Regions from separate parts of the Mus musculus genome. Here all the other regions are linked to region 1. The links are chromatin contacts, called in public HiCAR-type and promoter capture Hi-C maps. All regions are on one chromosome and are shown on one strand. Each heading gives the region's core, a stretch centred on a gene start, on an enhancer-like site or on the middle of the called end of the contact. The rest is flanking DNA. Distances are from core to core; before and after follow the strand shown. Region 1 overlaps Gm29571 (predicted gene 29571). Region 2 holds the start of Arg1 (arginase, liver). Region 3 overlaps L3mbtl3 (L3MBTL3 histone methyl-lysine binding protein).

Evidence for each region. Promoter capture Hi-C pulls out the DNA fragments that hold promoters and counts their contacts. HiCAR-type assays count read pairs that join an accessible place to other places.
Region 2: a contact with region 1 is called in a promoter capture Hi-C map of embryonic stem cells, with 2.3 times the contacts expected there. The contact joins the promoter of Arg1 here to the enhancer-like site in region 1. A contact is called at or near these places in 4 of 39 promoter capture datasets (the C10 cell line, embryonic stem cells, pre-B cells and 1 more), 1 of 484 Hi-C or Micro-C datasets (liver), 1 of 115 datasets of contacts at active chromatin or transcription factors (embryonic stem cells) and 1 of 9 other capture datasets (embryonic stem cells).
Region 3: a contact with region 1 is called in a HiCAR-type map of embryonic stem cells, with 7 times the contacts expected there. The contact joins two enhancer-like sites. A contact is called at or near these places in 1 of 15 datasets of contacts at CTCF or cohesin (the NIH/3T3 cell line), 2 of 484 Hi-C or Micro-C datasets (cerebral cortex and cortical neurons) and 3 of 115 datasets of contacts at active chromatin or transcription factors (all in embryonic stem cells).

The regions. Positions count from the first base shown.
Region 1 is chr10:25,630,380-25,634,891 of GRCm38.p6, reverse strand. The region is part of intron 3 of Gm29571 (predicted gene 29571); the gene reads right to left. Among named protein-coding and RNA genes, the nearest start is that of Gm36908, 11 kb to the right of the region's middle. Within about 2 kb of position 2,316, at least 8 of the 459 cell types and tissues checked have an H3K27ac peak or open chromatin away from gene starts, as enhancers often do. A contact at or near this core is called in embryonic stem cells, where this site is marked.
Region 2 is chr10:24,925,448-24,929,790 of GRCm38.p6, reverse strand. Arg1 (arginase, liver) reads left to right here and starts at 2,321. Exons shown (of 8, transcript NM_007482.3): 1 at 2,321-2,479. The coding sequence starts at 2,423. It overlaps Gm40616 (a long non-coding RNA gene), which reads right to left. Exons shown (of 4, transcript XR_001779741.2): 2 at 3,974-4,343; 3 at 2,018-2,829; 4 at 1-299.
Region 3 is chr10:26,330,444-26,334,686 of GRCm38.p6, reverse strand. It overlaps L3mbtl3 (L3MBTL3 histone methyl-lysine binding protein), which reads left to right. Exons shown (of 22, transcript NM_001359254.1): 10 at 2,732-2,867. Among named protein-coding and RNA genes, the nearest start is that of L3mbtl3, 42 kb to the left of the region's middle. Within about 2 kb of position 1,601, at least 14 of the 459 cell types and tissues checked have an H3K27ac peak or open chromatin away from gene starts, as enhancers often do. A contact at or near this core is called in embryonic stem cells, where this site is marked.

The DNA.
Region 1 (4,512 bases), core at 1,067-3,566:
GGAGCTAAAGGCAGGTAAGTAGTGCCTATATATAAGTATTGGAATCCAAGTGATGCTTAATAGACTGATGCTGGAAACAAAGAGGATCCAGGCACACACATAAACTCAGTTTCGTAAGAGCATCCTGCACAAGACCTATGCAAGCTCCAACCTGATAAAATGTACTCACGGAAGGAGAGGTATGCACTAAGCTCCACGTTTAGCTGAGGACCCATTGTTAACTGACAGCTGCCAGGAGAGGGAGAGTCCATTCCTTTAAGGGTATGCCATGTAAAGAACACCCAGGAGGGAGGCCACACACCCAAGAGTACATAGGCAATACCAATTGGATTCCATGGTTTGTTTTCTTTTCTTCTCTGAATGAGGACACCAAGCTTAGGAAATGGAAATGAGGTGCATCCAGAAGGAGCTGGAGGAAAGAGTGAGTGTGACCAAAATTTTAAAAATCATCTTTGCAAACAGTCAAATAATAATAAACAGTAGTCTATGTATTGTCAAGAATCTCCATGAGCTGGGGACAAATCTTCATGGCGTTAGATGTTTTGGTTGTGTGTCTTCTGCTTCTGGGTTTTCCCTACACAGAAAGGATGTTTTGAAGATCCCAACCGACATGCCGGGGTTCAGCTAAAGTCCTCTGTGGCACCCTAGTTTGAAGTGCCGCCTGATAGGAGGAATCCCAGCTCATTGGTGGCAGCTTGGCACACTCACAAAAGCGACTACAAAGTAACTAAGCTGGAAGTGTCTTCTCTCCTGTTCAATCGTCTCTCCTTCCCTACACATCGGCAGCAGCTCCTGGCAAGAAAGTGAAAACCATTCTCACTGCCAAATGACCTAGAAACATCTTCTGTTTCTTTAAAATCCATCTTTCCTTCCCTGGTTCTGCAAAGTAAGTGTATCACCAGTCCCAAGCTCCGACAACTACCTCAATAACACTCTGGCTTCAAAATGCATACATCTACACACAACGAAGGGTTATAATATGCAGATGCCGACGTTTTAATAGAGGTGATTGCTCCATGAGACTCTGGGTTCCTTTTATCTTCTCACTGAGTTACTTCTTTAATTAGAAAATGGTGGTTTACAGATATTTAGATGGTTTCATATGGAAAAGGATGACAACTATTTCAGAATATGTAGCAAAAATACATAAATCCCAGTAAACACACACAAACATGCTAATGATGACTGCCATGAAGTGATGTTACGGGGAGTCTCTCCCTTTTGTGTCCTTAAAACTTCCTATAATGATAAGCAAATATTTTTATAGAAAATACCATTCTTACAGAACCCAAGGGCACAAAGTAACTTTGAGGATCATAGCCTCACCCGTGGCATAAAATATTTATTGTGTTTTACCACTATACCATGTTTAGAATTTAATAGACTATAAGACTCTACAGAACAAGCCACCTGGTGCTCAAGTAGATATAATAAAACACCCAGAAGTGGTGAGGTAAAATACCAGAGCTGTTTTATCAGGCTGCACGCGCCATGAGAGAGCAAGGCCTGCTTTAATTACCAGTCATTTAAATTTCTGATAGATATTATGGTGAATTTTAAATCTTGTTAATTTACTTTGGCAGCTTGACAACAGGCTCATTTCCAATCCTTTGAGGGAATTGCAAATTTCCCCTGCTTCAATCTGGAGTGAGACAGCATTATTCATCCAAGTGTGTGATGGAATGCCGGGGCTGAACATTAGTCAGGACACAATTGAATGAGTGAGAGACCTAACTTAGGATTTTTATGTTTGAAACCAATAAAGCAATCAAAAAGATCAGCTCTAAACATAAAGTTTTAAGCATGGCCCCAAATCAATATTTATAACCTTTTGGATATAAATAGTAATAATAGAAAGAAATGTAATATAACTGTATGATAAATACTAAGCTGTAATGGACCCTTCCAAAAATCTCTCCCAAATTCCTTAACTAATGTGAGTACCTTCACCATTCCTTTAAAGCTAAGCCTCTTCAATTTTGTGTTTGTTTGTTTGGTTGGTTGGTTCTTTAGAGAAGGAATCAAGTAGCCCAAACCAGCTAGTCTAAAACTCTTTGTTTTTTCTTTTTTGGGTTTTTTGGTTTTGTTTTGTTTTGTTTTTGTTTTTCGAGACAGGGTTTCTCTGTATAGCCCTGGCTGTCCTGGAACTCACTTTGTAGACCAGGCTGGCCTCGATCTCAGAAATCCGCTTGCCTCTGCCTCCCAACGCCTGGCGTCTCAAACTCTTTGTATAAGATCTGAAAGAGTAACCTCAGCTTCCTATTCTCCTATCCAGTACTGGGATAACAGGCCTGCGCCACCACACCTAGGTTGTGCTGTGCTGGAATCGACCCTGGAGTTTCAGGCTGGGCAAGCATTCTACCAACTGAGCCATATCCCACACCCTTCCGTGGTTTTATCATGGAAACTCGATGAAGACTAGAAGCTCCTTTATTTTGCCTCCACCTACTCTCCCAGTTCAAAGCCAGAAACATCTGGAATCTGCTGAACTCTACCTCCCTGGAGAGGACCCAGATGGGGCTCAGGCAAAGTCAAAGAGACTACACATGGTGAAATGTATTCAAAGATGTGTCTGCAGGTGCTTTGAGACTCATAGTGAAGATTTTTAGTTTGTAGGAGAGATTACAAACTTCCAGAATATGGGATCTTCACTCAGGCTAAGGTCATGATGGCTCCTTTGAATATTCATCAAACATGCATATTTATCTCCTGGAAAAGAAACACCCAGATGCAAAAGACATGATAACCCTTTTCTTGTACAAAATGCAAATCAATCTTTTCCGTGCTTATGGTGTGCACAGGTACCCATCTGTTTTGGTACCATGTGGCGTCCTTAACAGCCAATGAGCATAACTTCAAAGGATGATAAAAGTGGTACAGGGTGATCATGTTTCCATTTCAGGTTTTTTTGGAACATAAAATGAAACAAGTCAAACAAAGAACAGTAGGTGAATAAACTTGATACCAAAATGCCCCCTGGTATAAGGATCTTGCTCTCTGATGGAGTGTGTTCCACTGTGTCACCAGCCCTTCTTGTTTTTAGGCTCATCTTGATGACATTAAGTGTCTATATACACTCTGCATTATTCAAAACTGACAACCTGGAAAAGCTGACAACACACAGGAAGAAACAGGCAGAGTGGCTCATCACATTCATTCATTTCCTTTTCTGACCCTCTGGTCTCAGAGGGCTCTCAGCTAACAAACAACCAAAGCAGAAGAGTGCTCTGGCTCTATCTCCAAATAAATAAATCAAAGCACAAATACAGATGTAAATAAACCACACACTCTCCATGCTGGAGCATCGATCTTCTTGCACTATTAACTTGAAACAGGTAAAGTTTAGATGTGGTGTGCCAGCTTTGGAATTTCTGAGAGATTTAAGGATAGATTCTACTGGTTTAGGTGGACTACTGGTTTATTTAGGAGATTTCAGTTCCTGAGTTAACATAACTAGTTACCCCACTATAGCCTGTCTGGATTCTTCTTTTATTTGGGGTTTGGGCTTTTGGTTTTTATGCAGTGAAAGTGCTAGTTAGCATCAAGTTAAGGCTCTCCTTTCCCTGTCGGGAACTCTCTAGTCTTTGCCGTAAGGCCTCTTCAATCCCAATTTGACTGAGCACTGGCATCTCCTGGCGAGATCAACAGATAAAAGTACCCATTGCTGGCCTTTGTATGAACAGTAAATTATTCAGCGACCTAGCCCATAAATGATGTCCTTGGGATCCCTGCAGCTATGTGGCAGGAGATGCACACAGCCAAGATCGAGAACACCAACTGTATTTCCTCTGTGTGTGATGGTGTGATAACAACAAAGACAGATCAAGAGCCATGAGGAGGTAGCACTAAATCCCTAGGCAAATGCAAAGAGTAATAAGAAAACAAAGAGATCTCTCATCTACCAAGCCAAGTGTTGTCCTAAACCCCTCAGAGGATGAACGGACTATGGTTCTAATACCATAGTCATAGGGAAGGCAAACCTTTAAATAAATTTTTCTGTCAACAATATGGGTCCAAATTTAGTTCGTGAATGGGGTTCTTTCCTGTTTGGGGAGGGGGGAATTGTATAAAAGCAAGCACACCGATCCTATTGAATGCTACTTCTTCACGCTCTATCAGGCTTGTCAAGGAATCCCATTGAATGCTAAATCTTCACACTCTCACACTGTTCCCTGGTCCTGGCCCAGTCACTTATACTAGCACCTTCCTCAGTACCTGCAGCATGTGGGATGACTTTCAGGTAAAGGGAATGAAGGTCTTACATGACACCTGCGTAAAGTAAATGTTTGTTTGGTTGGTTGGTTGGTTTTTGGTTTTTGTTTGTTTGTTTGTTTGTTTTTGTCGGTAATGCTTTTCTGTAGACTGAAGGGTGCTGTCTTTGGTGTCCATTCTGCCTCCTTACTTCGGTAACTATTTTTCTACATCCTTCACCTGAAGAGTTCTTAGTTCCATGAGACTCAGGACAATCAGTTGCCATGCTCACCATGCTCTGTGCAACGGTGGACTTTGACT
Region 2 (4,343 bases), core at 1,072-3,571, 710 kb after region 1:
ACTGTTTTCAAAACGTAGTCACCGGCTCACTCTACATTTGCGAGACCCCGACAGAAGTAAATGTAAGGTCAAGCGATTTTGAAAAAGAGGAGCACCAGTTCCTTTCCTGAAGCTCTAACGTCCTCCGGAAGCCCTACCAATGAGGCTGCATGGATTGGTGCAGCCACAGGTGATGAGCCCAGGGCATAGAGGAAACTGGAAGATGGAGCAGCATATCGTTTATAACAGCAACTTGGCATCTGATGGAGATAGCTCAGTGGTAACGTGGGGAGTCTGTCCATTTGGTGCTGGTGGGGAAACTGGGAGAGACAAAGGGGAAATGGAGGATTTAAACAAAATACAAAAAAAAAAAAATGGACGCAACAGTCAGCAATCACTGTGAATAGCAAATTCTTCATGCATCCAAGACTTAAGCCCAGCATCTTTCAGGCAGGAAAACAATCTACCCCTGAATGGCATTTTTCTTCTTTTCTTTTTACCTTTGGGGCAGGTTCTGTGTTGACCTTTGAACTAACCCTATAACCCCAGCAGGTGTTGAACCTATAATCCCCCTGCCTCATCCTCTCAAATAGCTGGAATTTGTGGGCCAGCACCAAGAGGCCCAAAGAAAGAGAAAGTTTAAATTAAATAGAAGAAAATGTAGAGGTATTGACAGGTGGTGGTATCACACACCTTTAATCCCAGCACTCAGGAGGCAGTGACAGATTGCTATCTGTGAGTTCAAGGTTAGCCTGGTCTATAGGGCTAGTTCTAGGGTAGCCAGAGCCACACAAAGAAAACATGTCTCCAAAAAGCAAACAAAAATGTAGAGGTGCACATTTGGGATCTGGGAGCAGGTAAAACTTAAATTCCTAGCTAGCTTCAAATATATAGGAAAATTCTATCTTACATAAATCAATTTTTTAAAAAAATCTATAACCGTATATCAGAAAAACATAGTAAGATGAAAAATATATTTGAAAAGGAGGTATCAAAATGGTCCTGAGGGACTTTGGCTTCTTGATTTATTCATTCAATAAATGCAATACATTTATTCAATCAATAAGTCAATGTTTATTTTGTACTGAACGATTCTATGTACTGATGGTAGAGGGAACAGAATCTTTCTTGAGGTATTAAAATTCTGGGTGCTTTTTGTCCTCACAAGGTTAAAGAAATTTACTTCTGACATGTGGGTTTTCTTTTTAAAATTATAATCATGTAACTTTGTAACTGGGAGAATACTTGGTTGTGTTTCTTCTAAATTAATACTTTTAAAAATATTTCTTTAGTGTTGGGGGTGGCTTTACACAGGGACCGGACCACATCACCCACGTGGAGGTCAGAGATCAACTTGGAGGAGTTGACTCTTTCCTTGCACCAAATGGGTTCTTCGGGTCAAACTCGGGTCATCGGGCTTGGTGTTACCGGCTGGCCTCTCTCATCTGCCCTAGATCTCAGGGGGCCCTGCTGACACTCTGCTGGTGTGTAGATTAGAATCGCGGCAGCTCGGCGGGTGCAGAATGCCCATTGCTCCGTTTCGATTCTTCTGCAACCTGTATGTGACTAGCAACCTCACCAAGCTGCAGTCTCTTCCTGGGCAAAACAGCATAAGAATGATTCTCAGTCTGAAGTTAGTTTAAAGAGGAAACAGGAAGCGAAAGAACATTAACTAGAATAGCACTTGGCACACGACAAAGACAACTCATATTAGCTAGTTTGCTTTCCCTATCTTGGGATATCATGATTCCAAAAATGAGATTTTCCTGGAGACTGTATTTCAAAAATAGAACTGCTTTGGGTTGTCAGGGAAATAAATGATGCCTTCCTGTAAATAATAATAATAATAACAACAACAACAATATAAAACAAAAACCAGCCCCATGCTTTCCTAGACAGTGTAACCTGGTGACACATGAAATGTGTCTCACTTTCCCCAGAACTTGAAGCCTTGACTCAGGATGCTCAACAGGAGGGAAGTAAGAGACACCCCCCCCACCCCCTCACCCCCCCCCCCCACTTGCTGTTTTAGCCTCACCTTGCAAGTCCCCAGTGGACTTAAATCCTGGAAAAGGTGAGCACCCTGCCCTGAGGTGCCCAGGCCGGAAGCCTAGCACTTCACATGAGGTTATGAAATCACACATAATTGTCAATTGTCTGAGGAGAGATTAATGTCATCCAGCTGGCTTTTTCAAAAGGGTGTGAACTGGACGGATGAATAATGCTCAGAGGGAAGAATGGTAGTTCCTCTGATGGGGAGGTTCTGTTGACTCTGTCATTCTTCCATTCGGTGGGCGGAGCCAGTTGTTGGATAAACAGATCCAACCTGATTATAAGGGGGGAAAAAGATGTGCCCTCTGTCTTTTAGGGTTACGGCCGGTGGAGAGGAGCTGGACAGCCCGAGCACATGCAGCAGCAGCAGCCGCTGGAACCCAGAGAGAGCATGAGCTCCAAGCCAAAGTCCTTAGAGATTATCGGAGCGCCTTTCTCAAAAGGACAGGTGAGTTTGGCTTTGAATGACTGGAATTTATTGGGAAGTGTTACATTTTAACACTTGCCAGGCATCGTGGTCTAGCTGCAAGCTGGAAATGTTACATTCTTAACACTTAACAGGCGTTGCCTTGGGGCTACAAGCTTCCCAGCACCATCTGGGCTCCAGGTGCTAGAGCTCAAGTCTCTTCACCACTGTGTGGCATAGTATGCTTGCCGACTTTTGGATCCTGCCAAAGTCCATTTCAAGACAAAGAGTCACTACAAAGCTTGAAGAAAAACCCTCTGGATGTAGATCACCTGTGTCTGGGCTGCAGTTTCTCTCATAGTTACGGTGGCTCTTGGTGCTTTTGATGTTTTCTGAGTATGGAGTGAGAGATTGTAAGAAAACACATTAGTCTGGTTACGTAATTCATGCTTAGAAAAATGTAATGGGTGGTGGTAGGTAGCCTTTAGGCTTGTTTTAATTTGGATAACTTAAATAATAGAGCTTTTGCAAGTTTGCGAAGAATTCATGGTATTTTGAGCTTAATGATTTTGAGTATTAGTTGGGGGGGGGAGATGGGGGGGGAGGTGGGGGGTTTACATCTCTCTTTAAGGAGAACAAATAAAACAATACATCAGGTCTGCACGACTAATGGATCCATAAATCTCTGCCTAGCCCGCCTAAGTGACTCACGCATGTCAGCACTGCCTAAATGCGCTCCTCATTCCCCGTCTGCGTGGATACGCTCAGGCTGCTAATTAGAATGAGATAGCAGGATGCCTTAGGCTCCAACTCTCTGTGTTTAAAAAGGACGGGGGGAATCCAAGCCAAGCAAGGTGGTGTGTGACTCCTGGGTCCTTTTGTTTTACGTGGGGTCTTTCTCTTGGCTTTTAGACTCAGGCAGCCTTTAGCCTTTTAAACTGTGGAACCTAAAGATATAATCTGCCCCCCGCCCCCCCCCACACACACACCCTCTTCACTATACAAATTGTGGAAGGTTGGAGACCCAGACTGTATTTGGTATCAGTAATAGCATTTCACCTTCTATGGAAAAATCTCCACAGAGCTCTCCCAGAACACTAGAATATGGGGGTATTTTGTTGATTCATGATGCCTTTAAAACCACAATATGGCCGGGCGTGGTGGCGCACGCCTTTAATCCTAGCACTCGGGAGGCAGAGGCAGGTGGATCTCTGAGTTCGAGGCCAGCCTGGTCTACAAAGTGAGTTCCAGGATACCCAGGGCTATACAGAGAAACCCTGTCTCGAAAAACCAAAACAAACAAACAAACAAAAAATCACAATATGGGTCTGGATAAGTGGCTCAGTGGTTAAGAGCACTTGCTCCTCTTTGAGAAGACAAGGGTTCAGTTCCCATCCCCCACACCAGACGGCTCACAGTTGCCCATAGCTCAAGTTCCAGAGAACTCAGCACCATGTTCTGCCTCCATGAGCCACCCCCACATGCACACACACATAATGAAGCAAACATTTAAAAAAAAATCCATAATATGCTTACCTGTTCTTTTGTTTTAAAATTTTTACTTTTCTTCTTAAGTGTGTGTGTGTGTGTTTATGTCTTCAAGATTCATATACATTCAGGCACTGGGCCATCTCACCAGCCCTTCATTTATCCTTGAAATGGTTTATAAAACAGACTTGAAAATGATGACAACAACAACAACAATTAAAAAAAAAAAAAGAGGGAGGGAACCCAGGAGGACAGCAGGAAGGAAACAGACTTTGGCCTCTGGGCATCAGCAGAGGCCACCATCATGGTCAAAGCCCTTTTAGGAGACTCTGTCTTCAAATGCCATCTGCTGCCCTCTCCCAGTCTCAGGCAAGCTCCTCTGACAGAGATTCCCCTTAGCTGTGGGCAGGAGCCTGGA
Region 3 (4,243 bases), core at 352-2,851, 700 kb before region 1:
GTCTCGTCTCTGCTTGTAGATCTGTTAAGAACCAACCTGGAATGGCAGAATGAATGTTGTGGACATTGCTTAGGACATTGTGTGACAGGGAAGTCAGTGCTGCTGGTTCCTTCTTCTCCCTGAGGCCGTTTTAGCGTTGACTAGATGTCCTTGAGTTTGTCAGTTCTTAAATCTCACCAAGATTGTGTGAGAATTTGTTTACCTCAAGACTGAATAACAGTTGTGTCTTTATTTTAATCTGCTCCCCTGCCTTAAGAGGCCAAAAGAACTGATGGCTTCTGGATACCTGAGGGTTTGGGGCTTTACTCCGAGGAGCAGCCCCTCCCTTGGAGCGGAAGGAGGGGTAAAGCCGGAGTCCTGAGCACAGCAGGCTTACCTGTGGGAAGACCCGGGTGTTGAATAATTATCAAAGGAATGGAGATTAGTAGCTCTGGGGGGTGGCAAGGCAGAAAGGGTTGGCAGGAATGAGGAGAAAGGAAGCTAGATTCCTTAGGAACTTTCTTTTGGAGATGGCCAGCATTCCACCAGAGTTGCATTTCTTTCTTTCTTTCTTTTTTTCAGAAGTAGTCTTAATGTATAGAATATGGCCACCTTGCACATCCTCCTGCCTCAGTTTCGTGAGTGCTGGGATCACCAGCAGGGAGTTGATTCTTGCAGCTATTCTTATTCAAGATTCTTATATCGCTCAGATTAGTTTATGGGAAACCATTGCCCCTTGAGGGAATGCAGGCTTAGATTCCTCTAGTAAGAGTACTTTGGTGAGCGCGCGCGCGCACACACACTTACTTGTTTTTGTTTGATGACTCCTTGATTATTATTATTGTTTTGTAAAAAAAAAAAAAAAAAAAAAAACCAAAAAAACCCAAAACTGAGCTCTCATTCATCAGCAACTCCGCGGTGCACACATAAATGAAGCTCCTAGTCACATAAATGAACACTAGTCTGTTTGCTTCTGCATAGCATTCTGGGAAGTTAGAGGCTAATGAGTGAAATCACCAACTGAAAGGAAGAAGGTGTGGAAAATGGTACTAAATAGACAGCATACAGGGGGGCTCATTCACAGAAGGAAGTCCGAAGGGTCCTCGCTAGGTCCTGCTTTGTTACCACTGGCTTCACACTTTTTGGGTTAGAAAAGTTTCAACAAGCAAGTGAATTCATAGGTACATAATTTGTGAACGTTGGAAATCAACTTTATTAATTTATTTGTCCCAGAAGCATTTACTAGGCTAGGTTTGGGTACAGGCTTGGAAGCTTGGGAAAGGTCGATTAGCAAATTGGAAAGGACAAGTCTTACTTCCTAGGGTTAGTCCTTTACTGCAGGAGTTGAATGGCAGTACCTTGTGGGATCCAGGTTTATGGGAGCACATAACACACACACACACACACACACACACACACACACACACACACACACGAAATAAGAGAAAACAAAAGATATTTAAGTCCTCAGACCGGAGAGGAGGCACCAGGTGGGACTCAGGGTCTTGGTGAGAGGGAACATGATAAAAGTGCCTGAGGGTAACCAGGGTAAGAGATAGTGCACGTGGTGGTTCAAGCCCTGGAGGGGTCCTTAGGCAGGGAAGCTGAGACTATAAGAGGTTGTTGACCAAAGTTACATCACTGCAGAGGACAAGAGAGTTGGGGAGGAGAGGCTCCGTACTGACCACAAGGGACTAGAGGCTCTAAATGAGCTTAGCTTGTATGGGGGGAGTGGGGGCAGCTGCCTGCTAGGCAGGGTAGACAAGAGACCTCTGACCCCTCTGGTGGTGGAGGTGGGATTAGCCCTCAGCCCTCCTGAGACAATGCATTCCCCAGTGTCACTAGGACTCCAGATTCTGGGATAAGTGGGTTTAACTGTAAATTTGTATATGCTACATATTGATGAACTTTAATTAAAATGTAACATGAGTGACATTATTCCCTTTTTTTTTTTTTTTTTTGCTTCTTTTTTTTTGGCTCCCACTTCCCAGAAGAAGTAATTGTTAATATTTTGTTATATTCTTTAAGACTCTAATTATGAATGTATTACATATAAATAATTGTACATATATATGTATATATCCATTGTATATCCATGTAAATATGTGTATAAATGTCCATACATTTTTTTTAGAAAGAGATACACACATATATAAGGACACACATAGTTTTCCCACAGAATGCCTCACCTTGTGTAATTTGGTCTGCCACTTGAATTTTAATAGGATGCCTTTAATAGAGACCTTTCCATGACAGTAACTACCATGACTCATTATTGGGAGATCACAGTGCTAGCTCTTCACTAAGCCTCCAGCTCCTTGTGGGTCCTCACCTTTGTGTGACAAGCACCTTACAGCCAAGGCCATCATTTCCTTAACCTCTCTGAGTACATGTCACATGTGATACCTATGCTAATTTATTGTGGTGTGTGTGTGTGTATGAACATATATGTGTATGTATGTATATCTGTGTCTGTGTACATGTCTATCTCTGTGTGTGTATATGTATGTGTATCTATGGGTTTCTATGTGTCTGTGCATGTTTGTGTGTGTATCTGTATATGTGATTTGTATAAGTCTTTCTGTGTGTGTGTATCAGTGTGTCTGTGTGTGCCTGTGTGTCTGTATGCATATGTTGGTATGTGTATGTCTATATATGTATCTCTGTGTATATCTGTATGTGTGTATGTCTATATATATGTGTATGTATCTGCTTGTTATTTTAACTTACTCTACCTGATTACCTATTTCAGGTTTGTGGATATAGGATAAAACTTCACTTTGACGGTTATTCTGATTGCTATGACTTCTGGGTAAATGCAGATGCTCTGGACATTCACCCAGTAGGCTGGTGTGAGAAGACTGGCCATAAGCTCCGCCCTCCAAAAGGTGCTGCTACTTTGTCTCTCAGGCTTTAAATTCAGTACAGTCTTTCTTTCTTAGATGCCAACTCCGAAGCTTTAGGAGTTATTCCTTATGTAGATCAATTCAAGCTAATTGTTCATGATGTAAAGCATGCTTCTTAAAGTCAAAGAGATAAAGGAAAATCTAATTTAAGATACTGAATTATTTTCATGTACTTATTGCATATGAAATAACACCTGAATAATAATGATTCTTTACTATAAACAACTTTTACAAACAGATCTGTCTTCTCTGTATATATGTGTGAATACATATACATAGGTGTATATATATACATATATATACATATATATGTATATATATATATATGTATATATATAGTCTTGAAAAAAAACATTTCAGACATTAGTTTTACTGCTATTTTACTATATAAAAAAGTATTGATAATCCAGATATGGTGGCACACACCTATAATCCTAGTGCTAGCAAGGTGAGGGGATTGTTGGTTAGAAGTTAGTTCGGGCTTTACTGTAATTTCAAGGCCAAGACAGATTAGGGTAGGTAGACATTATTTCATTGGGAGAGGGACAGGTAGGAAGAGAAAGAGAAAGAATACTGAGAAACCCATACCTTGAAAAAGTATTTTACTAAAAATTACCATGCATAGTTAGTTGTTGGACTAATAATTATTTTTTGGACATAGGGATCAAGATGAAAGGGCTCGCTTGTGTGAACCACATGCTTCACGCTGGTTTTATGCCCCCAGCCATGTGGAGTTCTTCACTCTTTATTTTTTATTTTTGAGACATATAGCCTTTTCTCCAAATGAGCTCTTTGCCAGTTTTCCTGTCTCCCGAGTGCTTATAGGAGGCACTATGCCCAAAAGAGTTCTTTATATTATAATCTGTCAGAGTTTTTTTTTAAAAACTGTTTTATAATTATTTTTAAAACTTCCAGCAAAGCAATTATTATAATTTTCAGTCCATCTCTATGGATTTAATCACATTTCTTTTTTTTTTCTTTAAACTTCCTGCAGTGTTGGGGATAGAACTCAGAGCCTTGCAGCCAGTCATGGGCTCTCTCCAGCCCCAAAGATGTTATTTTATAGAAGTTCACCAACCCTTTATTCTAACTAAAGGTTAAAGATAATGTGGGATTTTGAGAAATATAAAAGTCCTTTTAAAAATTCACTTCTTGTGAGGAAATGGGAAAGTTAGACAAGGTCTTGGCTCTTACTGTAATTAGACTCATGGGGGCGAGGGGTTGGTTATTACTCTGGTTTGCCTGTCCTACTTCCGAGGCACTGGAACGGTTACTACGTTGATAGAAGATGCTTGACCCCACAAAGCATGTCAGGTTCAAATATATTTCCTTCCTTGTTCCTTTTCTGTACATTCATC